2 separate regions of the Mus musculus genome follow, and region 2 is linked to region 1. The links are chromatin contacts, called in public HiChIP or PLAC-seq maps. All regions are on one chromosome and are shown on one strand. Each heading gives the region's core, a stretch centred on a gene start, on an enhancer-like site or on the middle of the called end of the contact. The rest is flanking DNA. Distances are from core to core; before and after follow the strand shown.

Region 1 (5,972 bases), core at 1,870-4,369:
TGTGGTGGCCATTTAATTTAGAAGATTTGTTTAATGTTGTGTGGGGCCTAGCCAAGATTAGATGGCATGGGGCTGTTCACTTGACCAGCTCAGCTACTAAACTAGAGAAATCAGCTAACTTCAGTTTGTTAGGCTGGGAGGAGGGAAGGCAATCCAGAGAGAAAGGATATTTTCTTCCTTGCGATTCAAATAGCAAGCACACATCTGCTATTCTCAGTGTCTGTGAATGTGTTTGGGAGGAGGTGATCCACATGGAAGGCTCCAACAGCAACAAGGGATCCATGCAGCCTGCAGAGAGCTTTTCTACTTTTCGCCTGTAGAGGAAAAAGAACAGTACCATCCTACGTCACAATGAACTTGGATAAACGTCCATTTGCATGTGTGAATACAATGTGGCTTCATTCAGGAGATGAAATGTAAATTGATCAGATGTTGAATTTCAGTTGTGAAAATGGGAAAACCCAGAAAGAAATCCCAGTAAAAAAATACCAGAGATTGGAGTCAGGGAAAAAGGAGGGTGCAGGGGTGGGGTGGGGTGGTGGGGGAGGTGCCTAAATCCACAGATGTGTCAGAAAAGAAGACCTGGGCATGAAGAGAAAAGCACATCACTGCGTAAGACTTCAGAAGAGTCTAGTCAGGCATGGTGGTTGTATGCCTTTAGTCCTAGCATTTGGGAGGCAGAAGCAGGTGGATCTCTAGGGTAGTGCTGCCTAATATGGTAACCACTGGCCACATGCTGTTTAAATATGAATTAATATTTAAAAAGCCGGGCGTGGTGGCGCACGCCTTTAATCCCAGCACTCGAGAGGCAGAGGCAGGCGGATTTCTGAGTTCAAGGCCAGCCTGGTCTACAAAGTGAGTTCCAGGACAGCCAGGGCTATACAGAAAAACCCTGTCTCGAAAAACCAAAAAAAAAAAAAAAAAAAAAAAAAAAAAAAAAGAATTAAAATTTAAGTAAAGACTCAGTTCTTCAGTCATCCTACCTTGAGTGCCCTAGTAGCTCATATGTGGCTAGAGACTTCTGAACAGCAGGGGGCAGGGGTTAGCAAAGTCATTCCAATTCCATAAGGGTCAGACAGCAAATGGCTTTGGTTTTATAAACCATTCAGCTGTGCTGTGGTACTGCAAATACACCCATAGATAATGTGAGCAAGAAAGCTTGGCTACAGCCAGGGAAACTGTTTGTAGACACTTTTTTGAGACAGTCTGTGTAACCCAGTTCAAGCCCAGGCCTAGCCTTAAGTTTTAGATCTCTAGCGTCAAGCTCCCAAGTGCTGGAGTCTGTACCACCACACCAGATTCTTATAACTTTTGTGTTGTAAAATATCTTCTTTTATTTAAATATTGTTAAAATGTAAAAATTAGTTTTTAACTTACAGGATTTACCAAAACGTGGTAGTGAATCTGATTTGTTCTTTGGGCTACTAGTTTGCCAATTCTTGCTCTCGAGATACAAGAAGTCAAAACTTGAGATTCTCTTACTGTCTTATACATTAGATCCTTGTCTTTAGTCAGAGTCAGCTAACTGTGATTAAAAGCTAAGTAGAACTGTTTCCTTGTCCCCTAACTGTTTTAGTCTAGTGCTACAATGTTTAACCCTTCATTAAATCACAGAGATATGGAACACTAAACCCTGTTTTTCCTTTCTGTTTAAGCCCTCATTTTGTAATATAGAGTATAGATTGGTAAGTTGGCCGCCACTCTGAGTCATCAGTTCTGTCCCTTTACTATCCAATAAAACTATCTATGGACCAAGAGGGAATTACTTTTTCCTAGACTAGATGGGCTTGGGCTTAGCGTTCATCTTTAAGCTGTCAGCTCTCCCACCCTCCTTTTCTTTCTGTGAAGATAGCAAAGTTATGACTCACTCGATCTCTAAGTCACATGCTACTGTGAATGGCACCAGTGAAGAGTGCCCTTAGGATAAGAGAATAAAGGTAACTGCATAGCTGAATAAAATGGTCTCAGACACAGGAAGGGCATGATGGGGGTTCTTGAGAATTGGATAAACATTGGTTTGCTATGGTAGGAGGTGGAAGTCTTAGGTCATGAAGCAGTTTCGTAAGCAACTGGTGGGAGGGCTCAATTTCACAAGAACAGAATGTCTGCTGTGTAGATGGTGTGCTGGGCAACCTTAAGATAGGTAACAGATTTAAAAGTCACAATCTATAGTGACAGAATGGTGAGATGGAGTGCAGAAACGGGCTCAAGGTTAAAAAGCAGTAAGATTTAGTGATACTGGATGTTGAGGTGGAAAGGGACACAGGTACTCTAGAGGAAAACAAACGATAATCAAAGAAAAACTGAAGACATTGAATAAAAAAGGAGTTTGAGGGCCAGTGAGATGGCTCAGTGGGTAAAGATGCGCGCTGCTAAGCCTAAGGATCTAAGTTTGATCCCTAAAACCAAATGGTGGAGGGAACGACTCCTGCAAATTGTCGGCTGACCTGCAAACGTGCGCCACGACACGTGTCCTGTCCCCCCCAACCCCCACCCTAAATTCTTTACTTAAAATAGTTTGCCGAACTAAGCGGCAAAATGGATGAGACAGTTAAGAGCTGTGCACTTGTCTTCTGTTCTTTGTAGAAAGGTTCATGTTCAGATCCCATGATCTTTCCTCTTTCCACGATAGAAAACATCTGTATTTAAGAGCTAACGCTTCTCCAGAGACTTTTCGGTGAGAAGTCTTATCCAGCCAGGAATCTGCACGAGGAGAGAGCATTGGGTTCAAACTGTCCAGCCCGGTCTTCTGAGCTTATCTTAGTTTCGACCCGCCCGCCAGGTTTTCCAGCATTCTTTTCTCAGGGCTCGCAGCTACCGCGCATTTAGAGACCCAGGACTTAGCTCCTGCATCCAGGTTCCGGGTTTCCTCGTGCACTCGCCCGCTCCAGACTCCATAGCGCACGGAATCCGGATCCGAGAGCACGAGAATCCAGTGTCCAGGTCTTCCAGGCTGCCCTGGTTGTCCCGGATCGCGGCGGCGGCGGCGGCGGTGGCGGCGGCGGCGGCGGCGGCGGCGGCAGCTGAGGGACCCGCAGCCCCGGACACAGCGGCCCCGGCCAGGCGGGGCGGAGCGGCGCGGGGAGGGGCGGAGAGCCGGGGCGGGGAGGGGGAGGGGCCGCGGCCCAGATGGCGGCCCGGGACGCGTAGCAGTGGTGGCTCTGCGGCCCGGGGCCCCGGGCGGGCGGAGGTGGCGGCTCCCGGGACCGGCCGCGCGGTGAGTCTAAGCTTTGTGTGGAGCCGGGGCTGGGAGGGGGAGGCGACTCTGGGGGAGGCCCGGCGCCGAGGGGCGCGGAGGGCGCCGGAGCAGCGGCGCCCGGCGGAGGAAGTGGGGGTTGGGGGGGCCGGGGCGGAGCGAGGGGAAGGTGTGTGCGGGGAAAGCGGGGTCGTTGCGTGGGTGGGGGAGGGGGCCTGAGGTGAAGTTCAAAGCATGGCCCGGGCGGTTCGGGCTGAGGGTGGCGGTGCCCGGGATAGTCTCTGATTTGGCCAGGTGGTAGGGGCAGGCCAGAGAGTTTTCGGAGGCTCTGCCGAGGGAGCCCCGGGGCGACTGGGGCTCGTTAGGGACTCAGGGGAGCGTCGGGAGCGGAGGGTTGAAAGCAGGACGTGTGCGCGACCCGGGAAAGGAGAGCAAGGTGGCTGGGAGCGTGCAGGCAGTAGGTTGTGGGTGTGTGCGCCTTTCCAGTCTTAGGTCACATTTTACTCCTGTCCTTTTCTTCAAGATGGAGGGATCCCTAGGCCTGGACTTTAAACTGCTGTCCCTGTATCCCCGGGAGGGTTTGAGACCCTGTCCTGTTTGGAAACCCCATGCTGCCCTCTTTTCCCTTTATGTGTAATTACGGTTGGATCATCTCTCTGCTTGGTTCAGATTCTCCTTCCTCCCTCTGGGGCTGAGGAGGAGGAGACACATCTGACCAATTAATGTGTGTTTGTGAAACAGGCAGCGGCAAACAGTCATTTCGGCTTCTAGGAATTAGGCTCACACAGGGTGGAGAGAGCAGAGCCCTTCAGGGGGAATATTTCTGAACAAATCACAGATGATTAAATTCTCTCAGAAACCGCTTCCTACCTAAATGAGAGTGGGAAAGATGGGGGAGAAAGCCTGTCTGTTTCCAGCCATGTGTCCAGAGCCCCAGGGGTTGAGGAGAGTCCCTAAGCCCCCACAGGCCTCTCTTTTCTGTATTAGGCTTTGCTCTGCAGCCTTGAGTTAATTTCACCCCTGCTGCTTTGTCTTGGGGGAGGGAGTGCTGGTTTAGGCTGTTGTGAGAGATGACTGTTCTGCTGCCACACAATAGTCGTGTCATTTTATCGGGAGTGCTACCCCAGGGCTGAGAACTGTTGCAGCAGAGATAAACCGGTCCCTCTCACTCGCCTATTGTGTACACAGTGAAGGTCATAGGTTCAAGTCTTGTCTGAGAGCTTTGGATATGCTCCATCTCCCAGGCTCCTCAGTGCCATTTTCTTCCTTTTCCAGACTGGGGCTTGCCATTGGAAGAGGCCAGACAGAAAGGCTCTTCTTTTTGAGTGAGGAACAATGCAGGGCTCACTGGCACACATTTTTCAGAAGAATAGAGGATGCCAGCCATGTTGTGCCTGCCTCTGGTTAGCCTGTAACTAAGTTGTGAAGGAATAGCGTCTGGGACACGCCACCCTCATGCTTTGTGGCAGACCTTTGAGGAAGGTGACTGTGAAGAAGGTTCTGTACTTGCATAAAACATTGTATTTAAATGTCTCTGTATAGAAATGGGAGTCTCCTGCAGTTATTTTTGTTTGTTCTCTTAGGAACACCACTAAAGGCCTGTATATGAGTAAGATAGGGGAGTCCAGGACCAAGTGCCCCCTCCCCCAATAGGGACTCATTAGTTGCCCAGGCTGGTCTCTAACTCAAAATCATTCCTGGGCAGTGCTAGCAATTACAGGCATGCACCTATGCCCTGCACCCTGTTCCCTTTTTAAATGGTGACTTCCTGGTGAATAATTACATAATAATAACAACAACAAAAAGCTGCTCAATTTGCCCAAGACAAGTTTTGAAAACAAAACTTGCCTTTTATAATTCAGTATTTAATGAGAGAAGATGATTCAGGTATTATGGAGAGAAATTTGCCACAGAGAGGAACTGCTAAAAATCTTTTGGATCTGGTATTAGAGAAGGATAGGAAGAATCAGGTCCTTGACTGTGTTATGAAAGTCTCCAAGCAGTATTTTGGTACCATTAAGTCTCTCACATCAATTACATATATAATCAATTATAGCTAATGTAATTGTATTACAAGTGTAATTACAAATGTAACAATTACCTATAGATAGGACTAGAAAAGATGTTTTCATGGAAGACTTTAAAGACGTCTTTTTTTTTTTTTTTTTAAAGAACTACTTATTTTATGTATAGCCATTACAGATGGTTGTGAGCCGCCACGTGGTTGCTGGGAATTGAACTCAGGACCTCTGGAAGAGCAGCCAGTGCTCTTAACCAATGAGTCATCTCTCCAGCCCCCTAAGGACATCTTTTAAAAGATTCACTGTAAAGGGGATTGTATTCAGTATGCAGTGTATAAAATAGCTATCTAACCATTTTCTATAGTTTATCATCGAACGGGGCCCTTTGGTTTTTGTTAAAGGTCTTTCAAGACAAGACAAGAAATGCTAACTGTGGTCTCTCCCTCCATTATCCTTTATATCGTTGAGTTTCTTTACATGATGGCCTGGCATTTAGATGGTGGGACTTTAATAGGAGAGAACAGGTTATTTTGACACTTAATTTTTTTTATAGTAGAACTGTTTTTAAGCCTTACCAAAAGCATTATGTGCCCCAGGCTGTTTCTAACTGTGTGTCCCAGGCTTCTTAGCATGCCCCAGTTAAACTGAAGTTAAGGCCTTTTTCTTCTTGGGCTGTTGGTGTTTTTTTCTTGAGTGTTGTCAGTGAAAGCAGACCCTCACATTAAGTTTACCTCGGTTAGCTTTAGTAGTTTCAG
Region 2 (5,972 bases), core at 1,772-4,271, 100 kb after region 1:
ACTCTTGAGTTCAATCCCCAGCAACCACGCGGTGGCTCACAGCCGCCTGTGATGGGATCTGACACCCTCTTCTGAGGTGTCTGAAGGGGGGGTGAATTCTTTTAAAATGAATAAAGATGTATTAAAATTGTCTCATGAAAGCCGGGCATGGTGGTGCACGCCTTTAATCCCAGCACTCGGGAGGCAGAGGCAGGCGGGTTTCTGAGTCGAGGCCAGTCTGGTCTACAAAGTGAGTTCCAGGACAGCCAGGGCTATACAGAGAAACCCTGTCTCAAAAAACCAAAAAAAGAAAAAAGAAAAAGAAAAGAAAAAATCTCATGAAACCCAAACCCAGACATGTACATATGCTGTGGTCCAGCACTGGGGAGACTAAGGAAGAAAGAATTGCAAATACAAGGCCAGCTTAAGCTGCTAAATAAAATTTAATTTTAATTTTAACAGTTGAATATTGCTAATAGCTTACAATTTTGGAGGGTGAGAGAGAGAGAGAGAGAGAGAGAGAGAGAGAGAGAGAGAGAGAGAGATTACATATGTGAAAATATGTGTTTTCAAAAACAAAACAGCATCAATTAGGTTGGCAAGATGGCTCATCACAACGAAGCCTGACAACCTGAGCCTGAGCCACAGTGCAAGAAGAGAACCAGATCCTGAACATCGTCCTCTGACCTCCACGTGCACTGGGTAGCTTGCACACACCCTCCTACATCCTCCACAGTAAAAATAAATCAGATCATATTATTTATTTTATTTGTTTGTTTGTTAAGGATGAACAATGCTTTTGTGAGGGAAACAGTGAGGACTGGTAAGTAGCTGACATCTTTATAGACCGAGGGTGACTTCTGTTCTACAGCTTCTGTTGGGCAAACTTCTGGCCCTGTTTCAGACTCTCTGTTGAGCCTTGCTTTTTTATCTATGGGTTGGCCTTTTCTCCACTGGGCAGCGGTTTACTATGAAGGTTAGCTTGCTTGTGTAATTCCTAAGAAACTGCCCAGTGCTTCTTAGTGACCTCTTAAGGACCTGCTGTGAGTCCTTTTTACAAACCCCCTGCGACTCTTTTTTAAAATGGTAGTTAACCTTTGTGATTCTGGTATAGGAGCATTTGTGTATAAACTGTGAAATGCTGAATTTTCAATGTTTGTACTTAGCTACTGGTTTTTCTTACATGAATTGCCTTTCTTCTCAGTCTTGCTTTTGGCAACACTCACCTGGAGAAAGGTGGTATGGAGTGGCCAAGCTTTCCCCACTACTTAGCCTACTGCATAGTAGCCTGACTCATGAAAGCCTAGTAGCCATTGTCTGGTACCACAAATCTTCATAGCGACAGACCACTACATGGCACCAGCAGCCACACAAAGGAAACATTAGGCAAATCAATACCTACTTTCTCCCACCCTTCCCATACCAAAAAAGAAAGAAAGAAAAAAAAAAAAAAAAAGACAACACATTCTTCCCATCTAACAGCTTCCTCCCAGGGTGCTTCAGGGCATGATGTGTTTCTATACCCAAGTGGATTGTGTTATCACCCCACTATCATATATTTAGTTAATCTTGAAGCCCTAACTGATTCATAGTCTCTTTTGAGTTTATTTTACGAATTACAAAATAGAGTACCTATCTTCAAGGGATAGAGACATGTTCCTTTAGTGTAACCCACCTCTTCTCACCCCCATGCCACAGACATATGCCAGCAGAGTACAGGGAGACCTTGTATGTGTTCGGCTGTAGGCTTGCAAATAGGTAAAGTTGTTTTGAAAATTCCCTCATGGGGGCTGGAGAGATTGGCTCAGAGGTTAAGAGCACTGACTGATCTTCCGAAGGTCCTGAGTTCCAAAGGTCCCACCAACGACATGGTGGCTCACAGCCATCAGAACAGCTACAGTGTGCTCATAAACATAAAATAAATTCTCCTCAGATCATGTGGAACACAGGCCCATTTTTGTACCAATGTCATCCTTTACAGGTGATTTAGTGGCCAAAGCTTAAGTGTTCAGATAAGTGAAGCCTGGACCATAAATGCAGTTCTGATAATGACGTGGATCTGAGCACTAGCCTAGCCCTGGCTTCTCTTCAGAGCGTCAGTGTTCTCTTGCTCTGTGATAAGCTCGTTTAGCTAGTCTGTGCGCTGCTTTCCCTTTCCTAAGAGCAGTGGTTGAACTACACCATCTGTGTGCTCCTTATAGAGCTCAGTATTTATGCTCTGTGATCATTTGCATGGGACAGAAGACAACATAGTCCTTGTCAGGTTTTTGGGTTTTGGGTTTTTTTGTGATGAGATCTAGAGGTCATTCATTGGTCTTAGTGCTCACACTGCTAAAAACAGGTCTTGGGCCTGCACCGCTTATAAAGCTGCTGTGGCAATGGTGAGCAGAAGCTATCAACAATCTTGGCAACTAGCCCTTGCTCCCAGGGCAGCAGGCAGCAGTTTTAAACCAGTTCAGGCAGAGCTTTGCTCCCACACTGCTGCTACATGTTACTGTTTCTTAATGGGGGGGGGGGTGATTTTTTGATTCGCCCCTCTCCCCTTTCCCCTCCTCTCCTGGCCTCCTGCTTTCCCTCTCATCTCCCCTCCCTTCCCTTCTTTTTCCCATCTAAAACTAGAGGTCGTTCTCCTCCCCTTCTGATTCCTCATTATCCCTTCTCCCTTAGGCTTTACGGAACAAAGAAATCACGGGGCATCAACTTTATAATTTAGGCAGCTGGAGATAATTTCCCCAGGATCGAGTGGGTAGGTAGCTTATTCCTCCTGGCATGAGACAACATTGCTAAATGGCCTTACGATATGTCTGCCAAGGCTTAGGCTTTGTTAGGGCCATTCAGGCCTCTCTGTTTCTGAGTTAAATTATAGTGAGAAACCAGGCCCATGTACTTTTCATGGGGGACTGGATTAGGAAAACATGGAAAGTGTGTCATTTTTAGGTCTTGCTAATTGCTTAAAGAATTTCCCTTTAATCCCCTGCCCCTGTTCTTACTCCTGCCAGGTCCTTTATTCTTTTCCGTTGTGCCTTCATGGCCTTCTCCATAGCAACAAGCTACTAGACAAAGGCTGATAGTAAGACTTGAGTAGACTCCCACCCCATCCCCATCCAGTTCTTCTGTTTTTTTGTTTTTGTTTCTGTTTTTTGGTTTTTTGCTTTGTTTTTTGTTTTCTTGTTTGTTTGTTTGTTTTTGGATTTTTTTTTTTTAAAGCCTAAAAGGCTGTGAAATAATTTTCTACTCTTAGTGACCTCATAGTCAAATGTACTGTTTAGCCCTAAAGTAACTGGGGGACTAGCTTGGTCAGACACCCAACACCTCTCAGGAATTCACAGGTCCTTTAACATTAAAGTACGGAAACAGTGCATTTTATGATTTACCAAGTTTCCCTCTGTTTTCCAGTGGTTAGCTCTCTCCGTAGAATTACATTTTAAAATCTCTTGAATCAATATCAGCATGGATAAAGAATGGTTTAAAAAAAGAAAAACGAAGTCTTCCCTCTCCCCACCATGTGCTGTCACATCAGATGCTAGGCTGCTTTGCTGCTGGACTGCAGGTTGATTGTCTAAGGAACAGAACTGGCCTGTGTCTCAGCAGATCTGCCACTGCCTGCTTTGTTACACTCCTCGCTGGTGCAGATATTTGGGTTTTTATCAGTAGGTCTCATTGAACAGTGATAAGGATGGCCATGAACCACATGCATACATACAGATCATTGAACTTGCAAGATGAGTACACCCTGTGTTCCTGGGACCTAAGGTGAGGAAGAGCAGGATGGTCAGAACAGCGCCTCCTGGTTCCTCCCGTAAATCTGACTGCCACTGTCGTGGGTTAGTGTCACCCGGTTGAAGCTTGCGTGCATAAATTGTTATAGTATGCACTTTGTGATGCTGAGCTGCTCAGCATTATGCCAGCGAGATTCAGCCATGTTGCATGTAGTTAGTTAACTTTTAAGACAGGGTCTCACCATGTTGCCCGGCTGGCCCAGAATTCACAGATTCCTGCTTCTATCTGTTGGGGTCTGGGTTTAAAGGTATGCTCTACCACAGCTGACCTATAATTAACTCTTTCCTTTATTTGAGTGTTCCACTATGTGAATAAACTCATTCTATTGTTTATGAGCATTTTTCTTTATTTTTGGTTTGGATCTATTTTTTTTTTAAAGTTGCTTTGAAAATTCTTGGACATACTTTAAGGACATATATGTGCATATTCCTAGCTATACTGGGTCAGATATGTATGTATGTATGTATGTATGTATGTATGTATGTATGTATATTTCCAGGTTTCCAAAATAGTAATTTAGTTTACATTTGGGGGAAAGAAGGGGGTATTCCAGACAGGATTTCTCAGTGTAGCCCTGGCTGTCCTGGAACTCGCTCTGTAGACCAGGCTGGCCTTAAACTGTGCCTGCCTCTGCCTCCGCAGTGCTGTAACATGCTAGAATGACAGTGGTCTGCATCCTAGCCAGCATTTGCCTTTGTCTTTCCCTTTGACACTTTCTATCTGAGTCCTTCTGGTTGGTGGACAGTGGCTTCGCACTGAGTTGTTAGTTTGTACCTCCCTGAAGAATGGTAAAATCTAGCATCTTGTCTTGTATTTACTGACCTATGTAAATCTTCTGTGATGTTTCTCTTAAGCCTTTTGTCAGTTGTTGGGTTAGGTTGTATATCTTTATTGAGTTATAGTTTGTATATTCTAGTCATAGATACACATCAGATGTGTTATAGAAATCTTCTGTGTCTTGCCTTTTTTATAATGTTAGTCTTTTCATGCATATAAGGTTCATTTTTATTAAACCTGGTTTGTCTTTATTTTTCCTTTTGTTATTAGTGGAATTTTTTGTGTCATGTTTAGCAGTTTTTCATAGTCTTAGATAATCTCCAAAATTTCCTCTGAGAACCTTGCTTTTTGTAACTGATTTTTTATTTAAGGTTTGAATTGAGATTCAAATTTGTTTTTTATTCTTGTGGGCCCATAATTTGCTCAGCACCTCATTGAAAACACCACCATTCCCCGCACTGCACAGAGAAGGCACATCTGCCTTACTGATGGGCTCTCTACTTTGCATTCATTGTCTTATTTAGTCTCCCATGAAAACTCAGGGCTTAACTACCCCTTTGTACGTCAGGACACCTAGAAGTGTAAGTCCTCTCCCTAGCTGGGTTGTACTTCCTAAGATCACCTGGGCTGTTCTCCGCAGTACACATTTCCACATAAATGTCAGGATCAGCTTGTGACTTCTTAATGAAAAAAGCCTGCTGTGAATTTTGATTGGGATTTCATTGGGTCCACAGGTTAGTTTGGAGAAGATTCAAAGTGTTATCCTTCTGCTTATGCTAGTGTTAGTTACTGAGTGCTGGGCTGAGGATGAGAGCAAGTCACGGGTAGCATTTGGGCAGCTTGATTAGTATCACTTGTTCACATGCCATCTTGCTTCTGTGTCTGTGTCCAGAGTCTCCTTTTTATAAGGCTACAAATGATAGCCAATGGTGCTGTCCTGCTGAAATCCTAGCACTGGCTGTTGGAAGCAGGATGTGTAGATGTTTAAAGTCTGCCTCAGCTAAATAGTGAATTCCGAGCCATCGAGGGCTGTATGAGCTGTCTTAAAACAACAAAGATGCTATTTTGAGGTACCTTGGATTAGAATATATATTTGGGAGGAAGCACAATTTAGTCCATAACAGAAGCTGTAAGTGTTGTCACAGTTTGGAGAAAGAAAGGATGTCTAGGAACAGTTCCTCTTCCTACCATGGAAACTTGGCATGGTCCTTGTGTGTGTGAAATAGAGAGTCGTGGCATCCCAAGACCCTAGGGCCCGTAGACCCCAGCAAGTTGACTGCCTTTCTCTTTGCACATTGCTGCTTCTACCGAATGCTGCTCTCTTAACAAACCCTGAAACTGCCACACAGAGGTTACAGAAAGAGAAATAGATTTCCGAAGTTTGCTGTTCTTCTCAGGATTGGCTGAAAGAAGAAAGCAAAGGGACCTATGTGAGC

What was found. HiChIP or PLAC-seq counts read pairs in DNA pulled down with a chosen protein or histone mark.
Region 2: an H3K4me3 HiChIP or PLAC-seq map of embryonic forebrain shows a contact between it and region 1, with 4 times the contacts expected there. The contact joins the enhancer-like site here to the promoter of Zfp609 in region 1. A contact is called at or near these places in 8 of 39 promoter capture datasets (the 3T3-L1 cell line, the HPC-7 cell line, HPC-7-derived erythroid cells and 5 more), 2 of 15 datasets of contacts at CTCF or cohesin (CD8 T cells and large pre-B cells), 2 of 484 Hi-C or Micro-C datasets (brown adipocytes and uterus), 27 of 115 datasets of contacts at active chromatin or transcription factors (the 230-238 cell line, CD8 T cells, the HPC-7 cell line and 17 more) and 3 of 9 other capture datasets (adipose tissue, liver and pancreatic islet).

What each region holds. Positions count from the first base shown.
Region 1 is chr9:65,824,711-65,830,682 of GRCm38.p6, reverse strand. It overlaps Zfp609 (zinc finger protein 609), which reads left to right and starts at 3,119. Exons shown (of 10, transcript NM_172536.3): 1 at 3,119-3,217. Trip4 (thyroid hormone receptor interactor 4) reads left to right here. Exons shown (of 14, transcript NM_001357872.1): 14 at 1-1,756.
Region 2 is chr9:65,721,565-65,727,536 of GRCm38.p6, reverse strand. The region is part of intron 3 of Zfp609 (zinc finger protein 609); the gene reads left to right. Among named protein-coding and RNA genes, the nearest start is that of Oaz2, 48 kb to the right of the region's middle. Within about 2 kb of position 3,021, at least 84 of the 459 cell types and tissues checked have an H3K27ac peak or open chromatin away from gene starts, as enhancers often do. A contact at or near this core is called in adipose tissue, brown adipocytes, cardiomyocytes and 8 more, where this site is marked.